2 separate regions of the Pan troglodytes genome follow, and region 1 is linked to region 2. The links are chromatin contacts, called in public Hi-C maps. All regions are on one chromosome and are shown on one strand. Each heading gives the region's core, a stretch centred on a gene start, on an enhancer-like site or on the middle of the called end of the contact. The rest is flanking DNA. Distances are from core to core; before and after follow the strand shown.

Region 1 (4,978 bases), core at 1,061-3,560, 370 kb after region 2:
GGATTATAGGCATGAGCCACTGCGCCCAGCTGATTTAAACTTTCTTTGCTCTTCCACTACCTTGCAGAAAAGTGACAGAGAAAGGGCCCTCCCTGGTCCGGGGTTGGCTCTACCCACTTAGCCTTATCACCTCGGGGACTTCCTTGGCCTCTCTGAGCTTTAGGTTCCTCACCTGTAAAATGGGGGTGAGGATATCTGCCCTGAGATAACAGATGGAGAAATAGTTTGAAAATTGTTAAGTGTCACACAAATGCAAAGTGTTACAGGATAGCTGGAAAGTTCCCTCTCCTCCACCTCTGTCTCTGTCTCTCTCTCTCTCTCTCTCTCTCTCTTTGACAGAACCTTATCTACCCCCTGGGAAGTGAAGTGAAGGAACTTGAAGGTGGCTCCCTCCAGCTCTTCCCTACCCCCACGAATAAGGCTTTGTCATGGTCCAAGCTTCATGAATTTGTTGCATAATTCAATGGCTCCTCCAATGAGGAAGTCAGTGCAGGGCACTGGAATTTTGGCTTCAGGCACATCCATCCCCTAAGTCTTCTATGTTCTGGCCAGTGTACAAACAGGAAGAAGAGGCAGTCTCAGGTCTCCTGGGTCTTATTGTCTAAGGCGAGTACCCTTGGGGATGCCACTTAGCGATTGCTCTAGAACTATGTAATATTAAATTAGTCTATTAAATAAATACCCATGACCACAAACAGTGGGGCTGCTTAGCTGGTCAAATTGATGAAGGCCATATAATCCCCATTTCCTCTCTCTTCAGAGTTGGGGAGTTGTGGGGAACTAGGTAGGGGATCCTTTAAGTGATAAAAACTGGAGATTGGAAAGCTTGCTAAACTCCAAAAACAATCCTTGTTACTGTGCTAGTGACCCTGACTTTGGCACCTCTAGAGGGCAGCATGTGAGGGAAGGGGGTGTTTCTATGGGGACAAGGGACAGGTGCATTAGGCAGAAGTCAGGTCCTGGAGGGTGGCACCAAGGACAGATCAGGGAAGAGAAAAGACCTGGAGCACAGGGCTTAGGTGAGGCCCAGATGTGACACTGCATTGGCCTAGGCAAGGGGAGGCCGCGGGGGAGGGCCAGAGTGCCAGGGCCAGAGGTACGGACACCTAGGAGCTCACCTGTGTCCACCTTGACAATGCCTGACAGCAATTCACTGACACAACGTAGGTCTTAGCCATGCTGTGTGGCATTTCCACTCTTCCTTCTACGCTCAGATTTTATTTACTCAGGATGCTTCCTTAACCCCCAAGTGTGGTTTAAATGTCCCCTCTACCCCTACCTGTGCCCCATAACACCCTACATCTCCCCATCATAGCCTTATTACTCTGCATTGCAGCACCTGTTTGTAATTGGCAAGCTTTGTACAGGCAGTGACTATGCCTGCCTTGTTCACCACTGTGTCCTCTGCATCTATCACAGTGCCTAATTAAAGACTTAGAAGTCAAGAAGGCTTTGGTTAAGGAACTTGGGTTGTGAGGATGCGTAGCTTTGTCTGGGGGAAGGAATGTAGGATTGTGTTTGATGCTGTCTCTGTCTTCTCCTTAGGAAACTATCCAGATGAACACTATCTTTGATGGAGAAGCCATAGATCCAGGTAATTAAGTGGCAATACTACTGTAAGAATGCTTTTTATATTCCAGACTGGTAGAAGCATGGAGGATCTTATCCAATTACCTGCTTTTAGCTCATTTTGTCAATCCGTTTGGCTATGTTGCCTATATAGTGCTGACTCTTCTAGGCTAAATACAACGTGAGATCAGCTGTGAACCCAGCTGGCTAGCAGATGCTCAAGTACAGGGTCACACTTACGTGAGGCCTCAGTGGGTCTCCACCTAAAGGCTCACGTTCAAGGGCCATGCCTCTTTCTTGCCTCCCTTCCTAAATTACAAACCAGTTGAGGGAACTGGTGAATCCAGGAATCCACATTTTTTTTCCTGCTGTTTGGTACTGATTGCCCCCCCAGCCCATCCACATTCTTCCTGGATGCTTCTAATAGCATTTTATTAGTAGTGGAAGATACAGAGAAATGGCAAGTGTAGTTTCTTTTTTCCCTAGATCAGGGCCAAGAATTTCCTCTTGGTCGGCAAGATGAACATAAGGTAGAGCTGGCCTCCAGAGCTCTCATCACCCCCGTGAAATCAGCTCCAAATTTAGCTCCTTTACACTCATCCCTCTGCTTACAAAGGCTCAATTATAGACGTGAATAAAGGGAAGGAAACCAAATTCAGGAGGCAAGTGTGTTGGCTTCCTGCCACCCTCATATGCAAACGGCACCAGTCCTCCTCCTAAGGAGGATGGCTCCTCTCCAGTGAGAGGCTGCCGCAGCCGCTGCTGCTGCTGCTGCTGGAATTAAATTTCCCTCTATTATTAGGTGCTTGTTACCATAATGTGCCCACATTAGCATAAGTGCTGGTGGGATCCTGAGCTGAGAGGCCACTCATGCTGTATGGAAAAGACAAGGAGCAAGGGCTTGCCTTAAACCTGATCTTCCAGAGCAAAAGGCTCTTCCAGAGCAAAAGGGGGGATTTTTGTGTTTTTGTGTAGTTGAGAGAAAAAAAAAAAAAGAAAGACATGAACCAACTGGCCTAAATCAATTAGCGTCTGCTGGCTCGGACACAATAAAAATGGCTTCCTTGCATCATCTCAAGCGGGACCAGATTTTTGTATCTATGTCTACAAATTGCTGCTAACCTAACATAAATAAAAATCAGCCTTTTCCTTCTCACTTGGTGAATTCCTTTTTATAGCAGGAATTCAGGGGTCTTTTAAAACAAACAAAATGAATCAGAAAGTAACGGGTAATCCCATTAGAGATTGAACCTAATTTATCCAAAGCTTGCATGGAGTTCAAGAGTTACATGGCCTTCTCATCCTGCAATTGAGATGTCCTTGAGACGCTCCTAAGCCTTTCTATCCAGAGAGGTTTGCTGTTTGCTACCTGTGTGGTCCGAGCAGCACGGCTTGTGGCAAGGGCAGGCTGGTGGAGATTGTGGGGCTATTCACACACCTACTGTCTGTGTCAGTGATTCACACCTTCTAGTGTGCTTCATCTTCCCTTGGGAGTCAGAACAGAGCAGGGTAGAAGTGGGGGAAGAGACAGTCATTGGAATTTTCTGGCTTATGTGATTGTTGTATTTTTTTTTTCACTAGTGACCGGGGAAACATATGAATTCAACTCAAAAACTGGAGCCAGAAAGTGGAAAGATCCACTAACCCAAATGCCAAAATGGAAAGAGTCCAGCCACCAGGGAGCTGCCCCACGCAGAGTCACTGCTGGGGAAGGGATGGGGTCACTGAGAAGTGCCAACCGGGAAGAAGATGAGCTGAGTGGCAAAGCATGGGCTGAGGATGCTGGTCTGGGTTCCAGAAATGAGGGTGGCAAGCTGGGCAACCCAAAGAACAGAAATCCAGCCTTCATGAACAGGGCTTCCCCCAAACCACACCCAGGAAAGTAAACGGGGTCTAAGGAGGGGCCTGTCAATCACTGAGATGCTGCCTCACCCTAAATTCTATGGGGACGGTGTGGGCATGGTGTAGGGGGGAAAATGTGGGCTGAGGGGACTCAGACATCCAGGGTCAAACATGGGATGTTTGACAAATTTTTAAACAAATAGAAAGGGGTTTGATCACATAGTTGCGTGTTCTGAAATGATACAGGAACACTTTCTATCAGATTTCAGAACTACCTGTGCTTCTGATCAGCAAGACTGTTAACTTTGGGGTGTGGAATTGTTGTGTTTCTTCTTTGCATTGACTGCTAGGAAGCTCTATTCTGTTCACCATAGAAAGTTCATAGGAATTCCTGACATAAATAGTGAAGACTATCCTTACATCTGGTTTCCACCTTATTTTCCTGCCCTCGTTTTAACATCACCCAGATTTCTTCAGTTATAAATATGCCATACACCTTTGTAAGTCACCTCAAATCTTCTTCAAAAGAAGCAGAACAGTGAAAAAACAGATGAGTAAGTTAAGAGTTGGTCATCTGGAAAGAAGAAAACTCAGTAGGCACCTTCTTTTGTTTTTTCTTGTGGTGTCCGGATCAGCATCCTGCATGTGAGATTCATCCACGTTGTCCTGTCTAGCAGTAGTTCAGTTCTCTTCATGGTTATGTCTGATTTCATTCTATGATTATATCACAATTTATCTATTCTACACTTGGGTGGCAGCTGCTTCAGATTTTTTACTTTTAAAAAATATACTTAAAAGTGAACTACAGGCAGGGCATGATGGCTCATGCCTGTAATGCCAGCACTTTGCCAAGGTGGGCAGATCACCTAAGGTCAGGAGTTCAAGACCAGCCTGGCCTAGATGGCAAAACCCTGTCTCTACTAAAAAATACAAAAGTTAGCTTGGTGTGGTGGTGGGCACATGTAATCCCAGCTACTTGGGAGGCTGAGGTAGGGAGAACTGCTTAAACCTGAGAGGTGGAGGTTACAGTGAGTTAAGATTGTGCCACTGCACTCTAGCCTGGGTGACAAAGCAAGACTCCATCTCAGAAAAAAAAAAAAAAAAGTGAATTACAACACTATGAACTTTCTTGTACATGTCTTTTGGTGAACATAAACACTCACTTTTTTGCTCATATATCTAAGAGTGGGATTGCTGGAGCAATTGCTGGATGCTGCCAAAGAGTTCCAAAGTGGTGGCTCTGATTCACATTCCAGCAGCAAACACTGAGAGTTGCAATTGCTCTCTATCCTTGTCAACACTTGGGATTGTCAATCCTTTTAACTTTAGCCATTCTGGTTAAAATTACTATTGAAGTGAAATCACTTTTTCCTCAAAGCTGAAACACCATCAGCCTTACAACCTACCTGCCTTGCTCCTTCCCACTTCCTATGATTGGAAGGAACTGCAGGACTCTGAGTGGGGACATACTGGAAGCCCCATCTAGACATACAACTCAGACTTCCACCTGTAGGCATGAGCAATGAACTGGGAATAAATGGTATTATGATGGAATAGGAAATGTAAC
Region 2 (4,823 bases), core at 1,788-4,287:
GCTGTGGGTTTTGTGTGTGATGAGAGTTCTCAGCTGTCTGATTTCCTCCACCAATTCCTTCGACAAAAGCCTATGTGCTTATGCTGCTGGCCTGGCAGAATTTTGAGAATCTCTGACTCACTGGCAGAGCCTTAGAAGGGCCATATCACCCAGCCTCTTGGCTTCCAAGCAGTGATAGCATTAAGTCATCCCCAATAAAAAGGAATTTACCCTCTTTTAAAATGCCCTTGGAGAAGGAATTCAGTTTGGCTCTCTTGGATGTATTTTGGCAGCTACTATGAGGAAATTATTTATATCCAATCTAAATTCTTTAAGTTGAAGAAGTACTTGGGAGATTCTAGAAGTCTGAGGGGCAGGCAATCACTAAGAATCAGGGTAAATAACAGAGACACAAAGTCCTACGACCGTGGTATGACAGATACAGTTGATACTGCATAAATCCTGACAAGTGAATAAATGGTATTTTTGCGGTGTGTCTGGAAAAATATTGGGAAAACTTTCAGAAAGCCTGTCTGTAAACACCTTTAGCAAACAGAAAACAGGTATTCAACCACAGAGCATGGTAAATAAGAATATCTGCCAGATAAATCTAACATTATTCTGTGGCTGAGTGTCAGGCCTGGTGGTTAGAGAGGAAGCATAGTGTCTAATCTCTCCTGGCCTTTGCACAGTTTTGGATTCTCTCCCACATAACACACCTTCAGTAAACTGGGGAAATGTGGTCAGACCACACAGTTACCGGGTGAGTGGTCCTGGCAGCAGAGACAAAAGAAAAATGGGTTAGCAGGGCTCAATTTCAGCCTAGAGTGATACCATGCAGAGCTCGACAGGGACCCACTGCCGGCCAAGAAGGTCATAGTGTCTTCATCAGTGACTTGGATGATGGGCCAAGACTTTGCTCCTCAATTGGGTTAGGAGATGATTAGCTGCTGAGAACAATGATGTGAGATTTCCTCCTGAGTCAGTTAGGTGGGAGGAAAAATGAACAAGCTGACTTGGAAGAATTGTAAAAATGGCCAGAAGCAAATCAAATAAAATCAGGGAGACCAAGTATGACTGAATTGAAGGTCTGTGCCTTGTCAATATTCTGGCAAATTTATAGAATGTGGAGTGCTGGAAGATAGTTTATAAGGCTTAGATAAGGCTTAGAAATATAGGCTTTCAAATCAGACCAACCTAGACTCAAATCCTGCCTTTTCTGTTGCTGGATGCATTACGGTATCACAGCCTTCTGGCTACCCGGTTTCAGGGCCTCAGTGAGTTTATCAGGACTCTAAGAATGAGAAAGAGGACACCTGGCCTGGCAAGGAGTGAGTGCTGGTTTCAGTCCTGCCTTGGTGGGGTGGTCTCACGCAGTGCAAAGCCCACACAAACATATGTGGCTGCCCTGCCTAACTTATCTCAGGCCTTCATGGCTCCATGCCTCAGTTTCCTTATCAGTCAAATGAAGATAGTAAGAGATATTTGGAGTGATTAAATGAGGTAGTAGATACCAAGTGCTTAGCATAGTGCCAGGCACATAGCAGACTCTCGATAAACTGTAACTAAACCAAAAGGGCACAGAGGATCCCAGCATCTGCTCTCATCCACCTGATACTTGTAAGGTATATATGTGGGGTGCAAATCATGGTCACCATCAGAAAACTTCTGCTTCCTTAGTCCCTTCTGGTCCCACCATGGAAGGAGGGGTGGACAGGGTGGAGGCAGAAGCACCAGCAGAGGGTGGGAGCAGCAGCCTTCCACATTCATGCAGAGTAGAGGACTCCTTCTGGGTGAGGCAGTGAGGAAGAAAAGCAGAACGAGGTGGGGCCAGATTCAATGGCCCTTTTCCAGGACCTGTCAGCCCTACTTCACAAGCCCACCTGCTTCTCCATCTCTAGTATTCTAGGCACTGCTTAAGCCTGGACTAGTGGTTAAAGGTCCCATCTGTATAGGACATTCTGGAAGAGGAGTAAGGAGGAACTCCAGCCTCCTCATGCACAAACATGTTGTCTCCTGCAATCCTGAAGTATGTTAGGCATTGGGGCTCTCTGCTGGTTCTAAGATGCCTCCCAGAGAAATAACTCTATAAGCCCCCCTCTAGGCTGCTCCAATTTTCTGGAAGCAGGAGGCCCCAGCGCATGTCTCCCTGCTGGTCTGTTAGTCTCTCTTGTACTTCTGTTATTCATGGCTTCCCAGGGCATGGAGCTCAGAAGGTGGTCTCCAAACCTGCTGGGAGAATAAGGAGTGCTAAGTGTCCTGACATTCCTGGGGAGTCTTAGTGCCCTAGGACTGTGAACAAGTCAGCAAGTCAGAGAAGAGGAGAAGATAAAAAAGGAAAAATCGAGCCCTCATGCAGTAGGGCATAGGATGCTGCACAGGCTGCCTTTGGGACCAGCTGTGTCTGCAGCAGTGTAGCCTTGGGCAGGGAGTCCAGGAGGGTTTTAAGGATAACCCTAGACCTAATCAACTGCACCTGCTCAGTGCCTTTCCTCTGCAAATGAGAACGAAGAGCCACACAATTCCAATGAATGGCCATTGAAATTCACATCAATAAGGAAATGGTATCAGAGCCTGGGAGGGCAGGAATTGAGAACGTAGAGATTAGGAGGCAATTTGATTCTGCAGGGAGCCCTGGTGCAGGGTGAGGCAGAGCCCCAAGCACCCTGTCCCCAGCACTGGCCCAGAACAGGCTCCGCTCAGGAGCAACAAGCGGGAGCACTCCCCTCGGCAGCCACCAGAGGTCATTGGTTCCTGCTGTTCGAGCTGTAGGCTGCTCTGCAGTGCCTTCCAGCCAGTACAGCCCAGACAGTTACTGTTTCCCAACAGTCCCGGAGGAAACCCTGACCCCAAGGGGAGACAGGGCAACTCCTTACAGAACACCCTCCATCCCCCTGCCAGGAAGGCTGGGAGCTGGCACCTTGAGCAGAGACCCTGGGCTCCCATCCTAAGCCTTTGGCCTTCAAGAAGCTTTTTCTGAGCACGCTGAAAGATGAGGAAATGGCAAAGCATCTCAGGCTACTTATCAGTGCTCCAGCTTCTGGCCAGGTACCCTGACACCTGCTGCTCCCAGTTTCCTGCCAGAGGAAAAGCCCTCAGGAGCACCTTCCCTCCCCCAGGCATCACTCACTCACTCTGCTTTTTCCTTTTTTGTATTAGAATCCAGTTCTGGGCAGGCAGCCTACACCTGAACCACCTCCATCCAGAAAACAAAGCACATTTTCTTTTTAAACCCTCAAGGGTTTATTCTGAATGGCATTTTTGCCATATTAAAAAAAAAAGTTTATCTTCACACTGACCTACAGCAAACTCAGGATATTCTTTGTCCCAAATTAAATAGACTTTTTCTTTTTTAATCTCTATGTTAGCAATATCAGGCTGGGCATGGTGGCTCATCCCAGCACTTTGGGAGGCTGAGGTGGGTGGATCACTTGAGGTCAGGAGTTGGAGACCAGGCTGTCCAACATCATGAAACCCCGTCTCTACTAAAAATACAAAAATTAGCCAGGCGTGGTGGTGTATGCCGGTAATCCCAGCTACTTGGGAGGCTGAGGCAGGAGAATTGCTTGAACCCAGGGGATGGAGGCTACAGTGAGCCGAGATCGTGTCACAGCACTCCAGCCTAGAAGCCAGGGAGAGACTCTGTCTCAAACAAACAAAAACAACAACAACCAAAAAACTCTATGTTAACAATATCAGCATCCAGTTAGAAACCAGCTCTTCCCTGAAATTCAGTCACTCACAAGTCAGTCTGACCAAAGTCCACCTCTTAAACAGCTGTTAAAATGTCCAGGCCTCAGCATCGCTTGCAACCTTTCTGGCTTGGCCTCTCTGTGTGTTCTAATCTGTTTGCACTCAGCCACCAACGCAAATCTGACCATGAAAGTCTTTGTGGGCTGCCCAAGGCCCAGAGGTCCAAGTGTAACCTTCACAGCCTGGCCCACCCCACCCCTCCTGCCCCAGCCACCTTCTCCTGTAGCCTCGGTGGACTTCTCACTTCTCCTTGAACACCAGTGCTCCGGCCTGGCTCTGTGCCTTTCTGTGGGCCGGGCTCTCCTGCTGGTGTGCCCTCCCCCATTCTCCGGGTGAACACTCCCCCATCTGTCCAGATCCAGAGGAAACATCCTCTTCTCTCCCAGTGCCTGCTGTTCCTTCCTAGGTGTTTCTGCTGCACTCATCATGTCCTATGGCAAGGTTTTATTTCTACATCTATGTGTCCTGACCAGACTGTGAGCTGCCTGACGATGGGAACCCTGTCCCAGTATACATGTCGCTCTGGAATTATCCCAGCAGCCTATACATTATCTAGCATTTAGGAAGGGCTCGATAAATGTTTGATGAATGAATTAATGTTCTCAGTGGAGGTTAAATCACATAACACAATAAAAACCAAACTGGCACCCCACCAATGCTTGGTAAGAACAAATGCTTTAGGTGGGGATCAGGCTGTGCTGCCTCTCCTCTTCTGAGAAGAGACTGGGCAATGACAAAGGTGAAGTGTCCGCTCATAGCGGCACATGCTGCACACCTACCATGCATGAGCAGTGAGTTATGCACTCACGTGCAATACCGTGTTTAATCTCTATCCCCAATTTCATAGATGTGGAGCCTGAGGCTGAGAAAGGTTTGCCCCAGGTCATTCCACAAAATGAAGGGCAGAGAGAGCTTGACGTCAGGCAACACCGAGGGTGGTGCTCTTTACTGTAGCACTGGAAGCCAGAAGGCCAGGGGTCAAGTCTCAGCTCCTCTGCTGTCCCACTGTGTATGTAATCTCAGCCCATCGCTTCATCTCTTTGGGCTCTGTTTTCTTATCTTCACCACAAAATAGTCTTTAGGCTCAAATA

Evidence for each region. Hi-C and Micro-C count contacts between places; a contact is called where the count stands out from the background.
Region 1: a Hi-C map of induced pluripotent stem cells shows a contact between it and region 2, with 3 times the contacts expected there. The contact joins two enhancer-like sites. A contact is called at or near these places in 4 of 7 Hi-C or Micro-C datasets (blood, induced pluripotent stem cells and stem cell-derived neural progenitor cells) and 1 of 1 other capture datasets (stem cell-derived neural stem cells).

The regions. Positions count from the first base shown.
Region 1 is chr6:121,411,506-121,416,483 of NHGRI_mPanTro3-v2.0_pri, forward strand. CDHR3 (cadherin related family member 3) reads left to right here. Exons shown (of 19, transcript XM_063815524.1): 18 at 1,546-1,594; 19 at 3,151-3,824. The coding sequence ends at 1,561. Among named protein-coding and RNA genes, the nearest start is that of CDHR3, 72 kb to the left of the region's middle. Within about 2 kb of position 2,311, at least 10 of the 24 cell types and tissues checked have an H3K27ac peak or open chromatin away from gene starts, as enhancers often do. A contact at or near this core is called in induced pluripotent stem cells and stem cell-derived neural stem cells, where this site is marked.
Region 2 is chr6:121,036,679-121,041,501 of NHGRI_mPanTro3-v2.0_pri, forward strand. The region is part of intron 4 of ATXN7L1 (ataxin 7 like 1); the gene reads right to left. Among named protein-coding and RNA genes, the nearest start is that of EFCAB10, 70 kb to the left of the region's middle. Within about 2 kb of position 3,038, at least 4 of the 24 cell types and tissues checked have an H3K27ac peak or open chromatin away from gene starts, as enhancers often do. A contact at or near this core is called in induced pluripotent stem cells and stem cell-derived neural stem cells, where this site is marked.